Linked DNA regions of Zea mays: region 1 is linked to region 2. The links are chromatin contacts, called in public Hi-C maps. All regions are on one chromosome and are shown on one strand. Each heading gives the region's core, a stretch centred on a gene start, on an enhancer-like site or on the middle of the called end of the contact. The rest is flanking DNA. Distances are from core to core; before and after follow the strand shown.

The links. Hi-C and Micro-C count contacts between places; a contact is called where the count stands out from the background.
Region 1: a Hi-C map of bundle sheath shows a contact between it and region 2, with 2.8 times the contacts expected there. The contact joins the promoter of LOC100216736 here to the enhancer-like site in region 2. A contact is called at or near these places in 3 of 25 Hi-C or Micro-C datasets (bundle sheath, ear and tassel).

Annotation. Positions count from the first base shown.
Region 1 is chr5:219,289,233-219,294,728 of Zm-B73-REFERENCE-NAM-5.0, reverse strand. It overlaps LOC100216736, which reads left to right and starts at 3,133. Exons shown (of 3, transcript NM_001143141.2): 1 at 3,133-3,249; 2 at 3,346-4,683. The coding sequence starts at 3,177.
Region 2 is chr5:219,025,096-219,030,119 of Zm-B73-REFERENCE-NAM-5.0, reverse strand. It overlaps the pseudogene LOC103628878. Among protein-coding and RNA genes, the nearest start is that of MIR166m, 5.9 kb to the right of the region's middle. Within about 2 kb of position 3,214, at least 19 of the 20 cell types and tissues checked have an H3K27ac peak or open chromatin away from gene starts, as enhancers often do. A contact at or near this core is called in bundle sheath, ear and tassel, where this site is marked.

The DNA of each region.
Region 1 (5,496 bases), core at 1,884-4,383, 260 kb before region 2:
CCAACAAGGCCCCTTAAAGGGTTCTCTACCCTAAATATAGAGGACCAAACGGTCCTCTACGCTCTCCAGCAATGTCCTCTAAACGGTCCTTTAAATTTAGAGGACGCTGCTGGATTCTCTATATATAGAGTTTCTCTAAACGGTACTCTATCCATTTGACTACTTTAAATAACCGGTTTAGCAAAACTAAAATATATACAATACATTTCAGAGCGTGATAAATACATATGTACAAAAAAATAAAATTTAAAAATGTCTTTAATATGAGTATTTGAGTATAGAGTACATGATTTAGAGGATGTTGTTGGAGAGAAATAAGATATAGAGGATGAAATCTTTTAGATGAGACTGTAAAGGACAGATATAGAGGATGAATATAGAGGACGTTGTTGGAGACAGTCTAAGTCGCCGGGAGCTACAGTTAGCGGCGGGACCTTTGTCGACTACCCCAGCGTAGCGGCGTAGCTTGTCCGGTGGTGGACAGGAAAGTACTGCAGCAGCAGTGTACAGTGGGCGGCCAAAGTTTGACAGCTACTGCTTCGTGTTAATCTGCACCAACCAAAAACCATATCTTCCCTTTGCCTTTCAACAAGTTCTGAAGCCAACCAAAAATACCACGACTTATCCGATCCTTGTTACCCTGTCGCAGTGCTGCAACAGTGACATTAGGCACTTCCACTCTGGACGGCTCAGGCCTGCTTGAACACACACACGCATATCTGTGTTTCTCAAGGGGGGAAGAACAGTGTCTTCCTGCATACAAATATACTGTACTTATCACAACGTATAGTAGTCATAGAGTCAACTGTGCTTATAGACGGCCAATAAACACAAGCCTCGTGAGCCCGGTACGAAACCCGCTGTTTGGATCTGATCCGAGCCCGACACGAATAAACGGTCCAGACTCGGACAAAAAACTAAACACGACCCGTTTAACCCGTTTTTCGGCCTGCTTTTTCCGTGCTAAACAAGCCGGCCCGGTCCGTTTAGGCCCGCTACGGGCCGGGCTCCGACAAGAAAACGGTGGTCCCCGCGGGTTTAACGGTCCGGCCCGGTTTTCTAACTGTGTCTGATGGATCGGACCTAAAATAGGTCGGGCTTCACCTGGTCTGGGCCAGACCAGGCGGCTCGTTTGGCTGTCTCTAGCTGTGCTAGTTCGTCGCAGGGGGCACCGTGGTAATACCACCTGCGTCAGTCTCATTCACTCACTCATCAGAAGTGCTACGTAAATGCACACGGAAAAAAGGGTTTTGTTTCAACGGCACTGTCCGCGTTTCGAGACCGAGGGGTCCCTCGGGCCGACGAGTGAGTGTCGCTGCGTGCCCCAGCCCAGATGGGTCGAGCGCGTGGGCGAACGCGAAGGGGGGAAGGAGCGAGGCGGCCGGTGACCGGCGTGAGAGAGGTGGGAATCTCGCGGCCTTCGTGTTCGTCCCGCGCCCAGGTCGGGTGCGCTTGCAGTAGGGGGTTACAAGCGTCCACGCGGGAGAGGGAAGCGAGCGGCCCCAAGAGAGCGTCTGTCCCGTCCTCGTCCCCGCGCGGCCAACCCTCTCTAAGAGGGCCCTGGTCCTTCCTTTTATAGGCGTAAGGAGAGGATCCAGGTGTACAATGGGGGTGTAGTAGAGTGCTACGTGTCTAGCGGGGGAGAGCTAGCGCCCTAAGTACATGCCGATGTGGCAGCCGGAGAGAATTTGGCACCCAGCTGGTGTGATGTCATGGCCGTCGGAGGAGCGACGGAGCCTGATGGAGGGACAGCTGTCGGAGCGGTTGAGTCCTTGCTGACGTCCTCCTGCTTCCGTAAGAGAGCTGAGAGCCGCCGTCGTCACAGAGCATGCGGGGCGCCATCATTGCCTATCTGGCGGAGCTAGCCAGATGGGACACCGGTCTTGTTCTCTGTGGCCCGAGTCAGCTCGGGGTAGGGTGATGATGGCGCTTCCCGTTGACGTGGCTGGCCTACGCCCTAGGTTGGGCGACGTGGAGGCTCCTCCGAAGCCGAGGTCGAGTCTGTCTTCCATGGCCGAGGCCGAGCCCGAGCCCCTGTGTCGGGCGAGGCGGAGGTCGTTCGGCAGAGGCCAGGGCGGAGTACGAGCCCTGGGGTTGGGCGAAGCGGAGTTCGTCGTCTTCCGGGGCTGAGCCCGAGTTCGAGCCCTTGGTCGGGCGGAGCGGAGTTCGCCGTCTTCCGGAACTTAGCCACTGCAGCAGCAGTACAGTGGGCGGCCAAAGTTTGACAGCTACTGGCTACTGCTTCGTGTTAATCTGCACCAACCAAAACCCATATCTTCCCTTTGCCTTTCAACAAGTTCTGAAGCCAACCAAAAATACCACGACTTATCCGATCCTTGTTACCCCTGTCGCAGTGCTGCAACAGTGACACTAGACACTTCCACTCTGGACGGCTCAGGCCTGCTTGAACACACACACGGGAAAAAACAGTGTCTTCCTGCATACAAAAATACTGTACTTATCACGACGTATAGTAGTCATTGAGTCAACTGTGCTAGTTCCTCGCATGCAGGGACCACCGTGGTAATACCACTTGCGTCAGTATCATTCATTCACTCACTCATCAGAAGTGCTACGTAAATGCACACGGAAAAAAGGGTTTTGTTTCAACGGCACCAAACAGGACAGAACATAAAAGATTTTCGAGCCGTTGGGATGAGCAGAGCAGCAACTGGCATCAAATCTCATCCATCGCACTACAGTCACAGCGTCCACATTGATTAGCCACTAACCACCAGACGCCCCCAGCCGAAACGCCCGTACGCTGGGCCCCGTCACGCAGCGGAACAACGGTCGCCGCGAGCGGGGCCATGCTGCCCTTGCAGCCTCGTACTACTACCCCCGGCGGCCGGCGCTCCCCGGCTCCTTCGCTTTCCATTGCCACAGGACGGCTGGATCCCAATCCCACGCGCACCACCAGCCAGGCAACAGCAACACCCGCGCCTACCGCCACATGACATGCCTGCCTCCACGTCGCCCCACCACCACACCACCCCGCGCACGAGCCGAGCCCGCCGCGACGTGCCCCACACCCGCCACTTTTCCCTTACCGCCCCAAACGGGCTAGCGTGACGAGGTCACCGGCCATAAATCCCCAATCTCCGCGCTTTCCTTCCGCCCCACACTCGTCCACTCACCCCCTCTTTGCTCTGCCTCGCCGCGCCGCAGAGCAGAGCATGGCGCCCCCACGCCCTCTCCTCGCCGCCGTCTTCCTCGCCGCGGCGGTTCTGCTCCTCCTTTCTCCGGCAGGTAAACACCACCGGATCACGCAAAGATCAAGGAAGTGACAATGCGGCAACACAGGTGGATGTTTGGTGACTGATGTGTGGTTTGCTCTGGTTGCAGAGGCGGGGACGGTGGGCGTGAACTACGGCCGCGTGGCGAACAACCTGCCCAACCCAGCGGCGGTTGTGCAGCTGCTCAAGCAGCAGGGCGTCGCGCAGGTGAAGCTGTACGACGCCGACCCCACCGTGCTGCGCGCCCTCGCGAACACCGGCATCAAGGTGGTGGTGGCGCTGCCCAACGAGCAGGTCGCGGCGGCGGCGTCGCGCGCGTCCTACGCGCTGCTGTGGGTGCGCCGGAACGTGGCGGCGTACCACCCGGCCACGCAGATCCAGGGCATCGCCGTGGGCAACGAGGTGTTCGCGTCGGCCAAGAACGTGACGGCGCAGCTGGTCCCGGCCATGGCCAACGTGCACGCCGCGCTGGCCAGGCTGGGCCTCGACGGGGCCGTCAAGGTGTCGTCGCCCATCGCGCTCACGGCGCTCGCGTCGTCCTACCCGTCCTCGGCGGGCGCGTTCCGGGAGGACCTCGCGCAGGCCGTCATGAAGCCCATGCTCGACTTCCTGGCGCAGACCGGGTCGTACCTCATGGTGAACGCGTACCCGTTCTTCGCTTACTCCGGCAATGCGGGAGACATCTCCCTCGACTACGCCCTGTTCCGCCCCAACGCCGGCGTGCTCGACGCCGGGAACGGCCTCAAGTACTACAGCCTCCTCGACGCGCAGCTGGACGCCGTGTTCGCCGCGGTCAGCAGGCTCGGGGAGGGCTACAACGGCGTGCGCGTCGTGGTCTCCGAGACGGGGTGGCCGTCCAAGGGCGACGCCAACGAGGCGGGCGCTTCGGCGGCCAACGCCGCGGCGTACAACGGCAACCTGGCCCGCCGCGTGCTCTCCGGCAACGCCGGCACCCCGCGCCGCCCCGACGCCGACATCGACGTGTACCTCTTCGCGCTCTTCAACGAGAACCAGAAGCCCGGGCCGACCTCCGAGCGCAACTACGGCGTCTTCTACCCGAACCAGCAGAAGGTGTACGACGTCGAGTTCGTCCTCGGCGGCGGCGGCGCCAGCCAGGGCAACGGCGGCCTCGGGTGGCAGGAGAACGGCGGCGGGGCGAGCAGCACCAGCACCAACCCGCCGAGCGGGGTGAAGGTGACGACCGGGGAGGCGTGGTGCGTGGCGAACGCGATGGCCGGGGAGCATCGGCTCCAGGCGGCGCTGGACTACGCGTGCGGCCCCGGCGGCGCGGACTGCAAGGCCATCCAGCCCGGCGCGGCGTGCTTCGAGCCCAACACCATGGTCGCGCACGCATCCTACGCCTTCAACGACTACTACCAGCGCAAGGGCCGGTCCATCGGAACCTGCGACTTCGCCGGCGCCGCCTACGTCGTCAACCAGGCACCGAGTAAGCCGCTGCCGCGCCACTCATTCTCCCCCTCGCGCCATTTTCGACGCAGCTAGAAATCGGCCATTATATTCATCGCGATCACATTCGCGCATCTGGTACCATTGGTTGAAACGTAGACCATGAATTCGTTGGATCACGTAGCGAAATGTAAATGCTGGCATGCTGCCACTGCAATGTGCAATCCACACACACGCGACCAAAGCCATACACAACCCAAACAGTTTAGTTTCGATTAAAAAAGTGATGGGTTATCGCGGGAACCTAGGCATGAAACATCCCCTAGGACCCATGTTTTATCGCTGGGCCGCATGGTGACTTTTACTGATAGACTGGCAATAGCTTTGGCATTGTACGGGAATGATTCCCGTTTTCACTAGTAGTACAGTACTGCTCACCACACACATGGCTGTCACGTCCAGTACAAACCACGCTGAAGCATGACGCACAGTACACAAACCACGTACTAGGTCCTTGCACGCCGCGTCCCCATTTGCACGTCTGCTGTGCAGATCGCAGCAGCCGTTACTGCTGCTCTGTGACCAAATCTGTACTGCGATTGCATTGGATTCGAGCTGCTGTCACTGGGATGGAGTCATTATGAGTGACCTGATCACTTGCTCAGGTTCCAGCAGGCCACAAGGTGCAATAATGACCGAGACAGGGGGGGCCTGGCCTGTGCAGGTCGACGTGATATGACCCGTCCTCGCCTGTGTCCGTGTCCTTTACTCCGTCCTGGTTTCCTTCGTGGTACCGCGTGCATGTCTGGATGTCGCAGACTCCGCCGTGCCTGATTGCCACTTCCGCTAGCTT
Region 2 (5,024 bases), core at 1,965-4,464:
CCGTGGCTCGTGTAAGAATCTGTTTTATACATTCGCAACTGGCACATTACTATTTACCATGCTTGATCATATATTTTCTGAGCTATAGATCAATGTTCTATGATGCTAATGTGCCTCTGAGCTATAGATCAATGTTCTATGATGCTAGTGTGCATCTGAGCTATAGATCAATGTTCTATGAAATTACTTTTAGCAACTAGCACAGTACATCTAAGCCAAACTTAGACCTCTAATCTCCTTTTCTATTTTATTACTCTAGCAATGGATCCTACTATTGCACGTCAGCGGCTAATTGCAAAGGTTATGGTCCTTGTAGCAGTTATGTCAGCCTGGTTGGATGCATGGTTGAGGCACCGACTGCATGCTAGGAGGTCTATCACTTATGGCCCAATGCACCAAAGAGACCAAGAGAGACAAAACAACCTGAGATTCATTTATGAATCCACTGATGTTGAGTGTGTTGACTTACTTAGGATGAGATTCATTTATTGAAGTGACCTCAGAGTTTGTTGATGCTTCCAATCTAACTGGCAAGGGAAAGACTGTTGATAAGGGTACCCCTGGTGACTCCATTGATACCAAGCCTATGTCCAACTTAGGGAAGAGGAAGAGGTACATGACTGATGAAGATGTTGCTGTGTTCAATGGGATGAAAGAGGCTGTATCTGATGTTGCTGCTGCTGTCCGTGAAAGCATCCATGCTGAAGCAGCACCTAGGATCTACAATGCTGTAATCAACTGTCCTGGGTTCTCTAGGGAGGCTCTCATGTATGCCCTAAACCACATGATGGAGCACAAGGCCACCTCCCTGGTGTTCCTGGACATGACTCCTGATGATCGTGACCTATGGCTCAGGACTTTCCTAGCCAAGCACTACCACAACTGATGTATCCCTGAGTGCAGCAATGTCTGTCTAGAACAATGATGTATCCCTGAGTTCAATGGGTTTCCCTGTTTAAGAACAGATATGCTACAGTTTATCTGATGTGTCTCTCCTTTATCCTGATTAAGAACAGATTTGGTACTTGAGAACAATGATGTTTCCCTGAGTCCTATGGATTTCCCTGTTTGAGAACTGATATGCTACACTTGATCTGATGTGTGTGTCCTTTATGCCAATGATGATAACTAAAGTGAATATTAAGCCTACTCAGTTAGCCAGCCACTAATAACAGTCATTTATGTTGTTTTGTTGTTTTGGTGTTTAAGAACAGATATGCCACACTTGATCTAGTTTTGGTTTTTGAGAACTGATACTCCTATCTATATCCTTTATCACTATTTAGTAGCTGGCTACACTGTCATGTAGGATCAATTTTACTGAGCTGAGGCTAATATTAATAACTATTTCATATTTACAAGTCCTAGTGTCCTATCTTGATTCACTTGATCTGGTTTAAGGACTGACAAGGGTTAGTGCCGCAATTTCTATTTTGCTGTTTGGTTTTGGTGTTTCAGATTCACTTGATTGAAGTCCTAAGTGCCAGACCTCATGAGCTAGTACTTGTTTTGGTGTTTCAGATTCACTTGTTTCAAGTCATAAGTCCCAAAAACTCACTTGTCCTATTTAGTGTCTACTTTCTCTTCTGTTTGAGCAAATTGGATGAAAGAGGATGTCTATGCTGTTTCAGATGCTTTCTCTTCTGTTTGGTTTTGGTGTTTCAAATTCACTTGTTTCAAGTCTTGTTGTCTTGTGTGACCAAATGGGTTTATCTGCTATTTGAGTTTATCTGCTATTTCAGATTCACTTGTAATGTAGCTGATAATTCATAGTAGCTGATTGCTCAAACTCTCCATGCATGTAAAAATAAGTGTAGCTGATAATTCATAGTAGCTGATAATCTGTCAAAGAACATTTGTATGCTGTGTAAATCTGGTTAAAGATCTGTTCTTTTGAGGCTAATCTGGTTACTGTTTACTGTTTATTACAGCATCTGTGTTAATTTGTGTAAATCTGTGTAAATCTGGTTAATTCATACTACTGTTTACTGATTATTACAGCGTCTGTTTAATTTACTTGTTTAAAGATCTGTTCTTTTGAGGCTAATCTGGTTAAAGATCTGTTCTATGCTTGTATATACTTGTTTTATGCTCAAAACAGAAAATATCAGATTATCAGACGTTTAAATTAAACAGAAAAACGTCTGTTAATCTGATTAAACGTCTATTAAGCTGATTATGCTTGTATGTACTTCTGTCGAAGAACATCTGTTAAACAGAAAAGATCTTTTCTTTTTAAAGATCTTTTCTTGTTTTATGCTTGTATATACTTGTATATACTGTTTAATACAATTTACTTGTTTTCAGCCTCAGATCTTTAACCAGACGTTTACAAGTGATTATCAGACGTTTAATTTTCTGTTCTTTTCTGTTTTGAGCATAATACAAGTATATACACCTGAAAACCACTAAAACAGCGTAGGGTAGCTCTGTAGATTTAATCAGTCGGTACAGGAAAACCAAACACGAGCTCATTAAATCCTGGATGAGTCGGTACAGGAAACTAAACACGAGCTCATTAAATCCTGGCTGAGTCGGTACAGGAAACCAAACACGTAACAAATTAACTAGTTGCATCCATGTATGCATGCTAGGCTCAGCCTGCATCTGGGTCTAAACCAGGCTCTACCCAGCCGAACAACCAATCAGCCGGTCAGTGGACGCAGAAAGAAGGAAACGTCCAGGCCCAAAAGCAACCGTGTAAGAAATGAATTACACATGTGGCCGGCCGCCACGTATGTAGTAGGCAGAAGAGTAAGAGCTGGCGTGGCTTTCTTGCCGCGAAAAGCAGCAGAGGTCGCGTTGCAGCAGTCCGAAACGTACCTTCGCGTATCTCGAGGAGGCTCTGTGCCTGTGCGTTTTGACTTCCTGGCTCACATTTTGACAGAGACCACTCGTTCACTGGATATATAGACAATGATAGAGCTGGCGTCGTCACAAAGAGCCAAGAGCGAAATTCACGCAGACATGAACCGTGAGAGCAGACAGGCAGGCATGGTCGCAAATTCCTTCCTTGATGATTTTACACAAACCTAATCGAATACGATCACCGCCGTGGCCAATGGGTTAGCTACAGATCGGCAGGTACGGGACTACGGCGGGCGCCGAGAGCCTAGCCAATCCACCGGCCCGCGCAGGCGGAGCAGCGCTCCTGGCCTCCTGCCGGTGACACAGAACGGGGGGCACCCACGCCACGCCTCCTCGGGACGCGGGGGGAGCGACTCGCGCGAGCTCCTGGGGCCTGGGGGCCCCGACCCCTCCGGCCTCGCCGAACGCCGACACTGGCTGGCTGGGCAGTGGCAGGCCCGTCCGTTTCCCGCGCGCGCGGAGGAGGGGCGGGCGGCAACGCCCAGCGCGGCACCCGTCTGACCGTTGGGGACCCGCCTGCAGGCTGCGTGTTCCACGGGAGGGGAGAGCCTGCTTGTTGGCTTTCCCACGGGTGGCGTGTCCCCAGACCGGCGGGCCTGGCAGTTGGCACATACTCGCCGGTCGGGGGCTACTACCTACTAGGCTGCTGCCAAGCTTTTACGCTGCGTCGTCGTCCGTCTGCTGACTGCATGCTGCTCCTTCCACTGGCTTGTTTTTATTGTGCCCACACCTACGGAAACTAAAACTCTATTTAGTTTCCATATTCGGTAATTTAGGGACTAAAATGGAATAAAATGCAGTAACTAAAAATTAGTCCATAAAACCAAACACCCAAGTCATCTAAAATACAACATATGTTATCGCCTATTCACCCCACTCTAGGTGACTTTCAATTGGTATCGGAGCATATCACCTTATTAGAGTCTAACAACTCGGAGTGATGTCTGGTGAATACGCCAAAAAGGAGGTGCCCACTGGTGAAAATCCTGAGTCCTATGGAAAGAAGCATGACAACAAGACTCTATCAAAGAAGGTCAAGATATTCAACGACAAGCACATAGAGGACAAGGAAGAATCCACCGATTCCATCAAGTCACACAAGAAGAGGGGCAGCAAGAAGATAAAAGAAGATGGAGAATGTGGTCTACTACGAGACCGACTTATCCGTGCCCTCAACCTCCGACAACGAATCAACATCTTCAAAGCGCCTAGAGCGCAAGAAGTATAATGAGATTTCTCTTCGCTATCCTCGCATTTCTAAACATGCTCCTTTACTTTCTGTTGTTTATCGTTTTCACAGAACGCTAAATGATTCTGAGAGTCAGAGAATCACGTGAGGAGCGGCTATATGAAATAAAATTTTGTAGATACCGAATGTAAACATCATCTTTTACATTCCCTCACATCCACCACTTGGAGGCCCACAAAAATATATTAAAATTTGCAAAATAACTTTTTAGTAATTTGTTTTTCTTCTATTTATATGGACCAACAACTGTTGTATGTGAGGGGCTGTAAAAGAGATTCTTTATATCCTAAAGATTTTTTTCCGGCTATATGTTCTGAGGTATGTAAAGAGGAAAAATAGCTTCGGAAGCCGTCGATGAATATCTACCAAATTGATCCGCCCCTTGGCATGAGCTCCCGAATAGCAAACAGTGGACTCACCAGGAGGGGGGGGGGGGGATCCAGATCATGGTCTATTTCATTCAGTGGACGCAGAAAGAAGGAAACGTCCAGGCCGAGTTATGCATTTTGGGAGAAGTTTGGGAGTCGTTGGGTTCACATTAGAAAAGAAAAGCAAGCAGCGTGTAAAAAGTGAATTACACATGTGGCCGCCACGTATGTAGTAGGCAGAAGAGTAAGAGCTGGCGTGGCTTTCTTGCCGCGAAAAGCAGCAGAGGTCGGCAGGTCGCGTTGCAGCAGTCCGAAACGTACCTTCGCGTATCTCGAGGAGGCTCTGTGCCTGTGCGTTTTGACTTCCGGGCTCACATTTTGACAGAGACCACCACTCGTTCACTGGATATATAGACAATGATAGAGCTGGCGTCGTCACAAAGAGCCAAGAGCGAAATTCACGCAGACATGAACCGTGAGCAGACAGGCAGGCAGGCTGGCATGGTCGCAAATTCCTTCCTTATGATTTTACACAAACC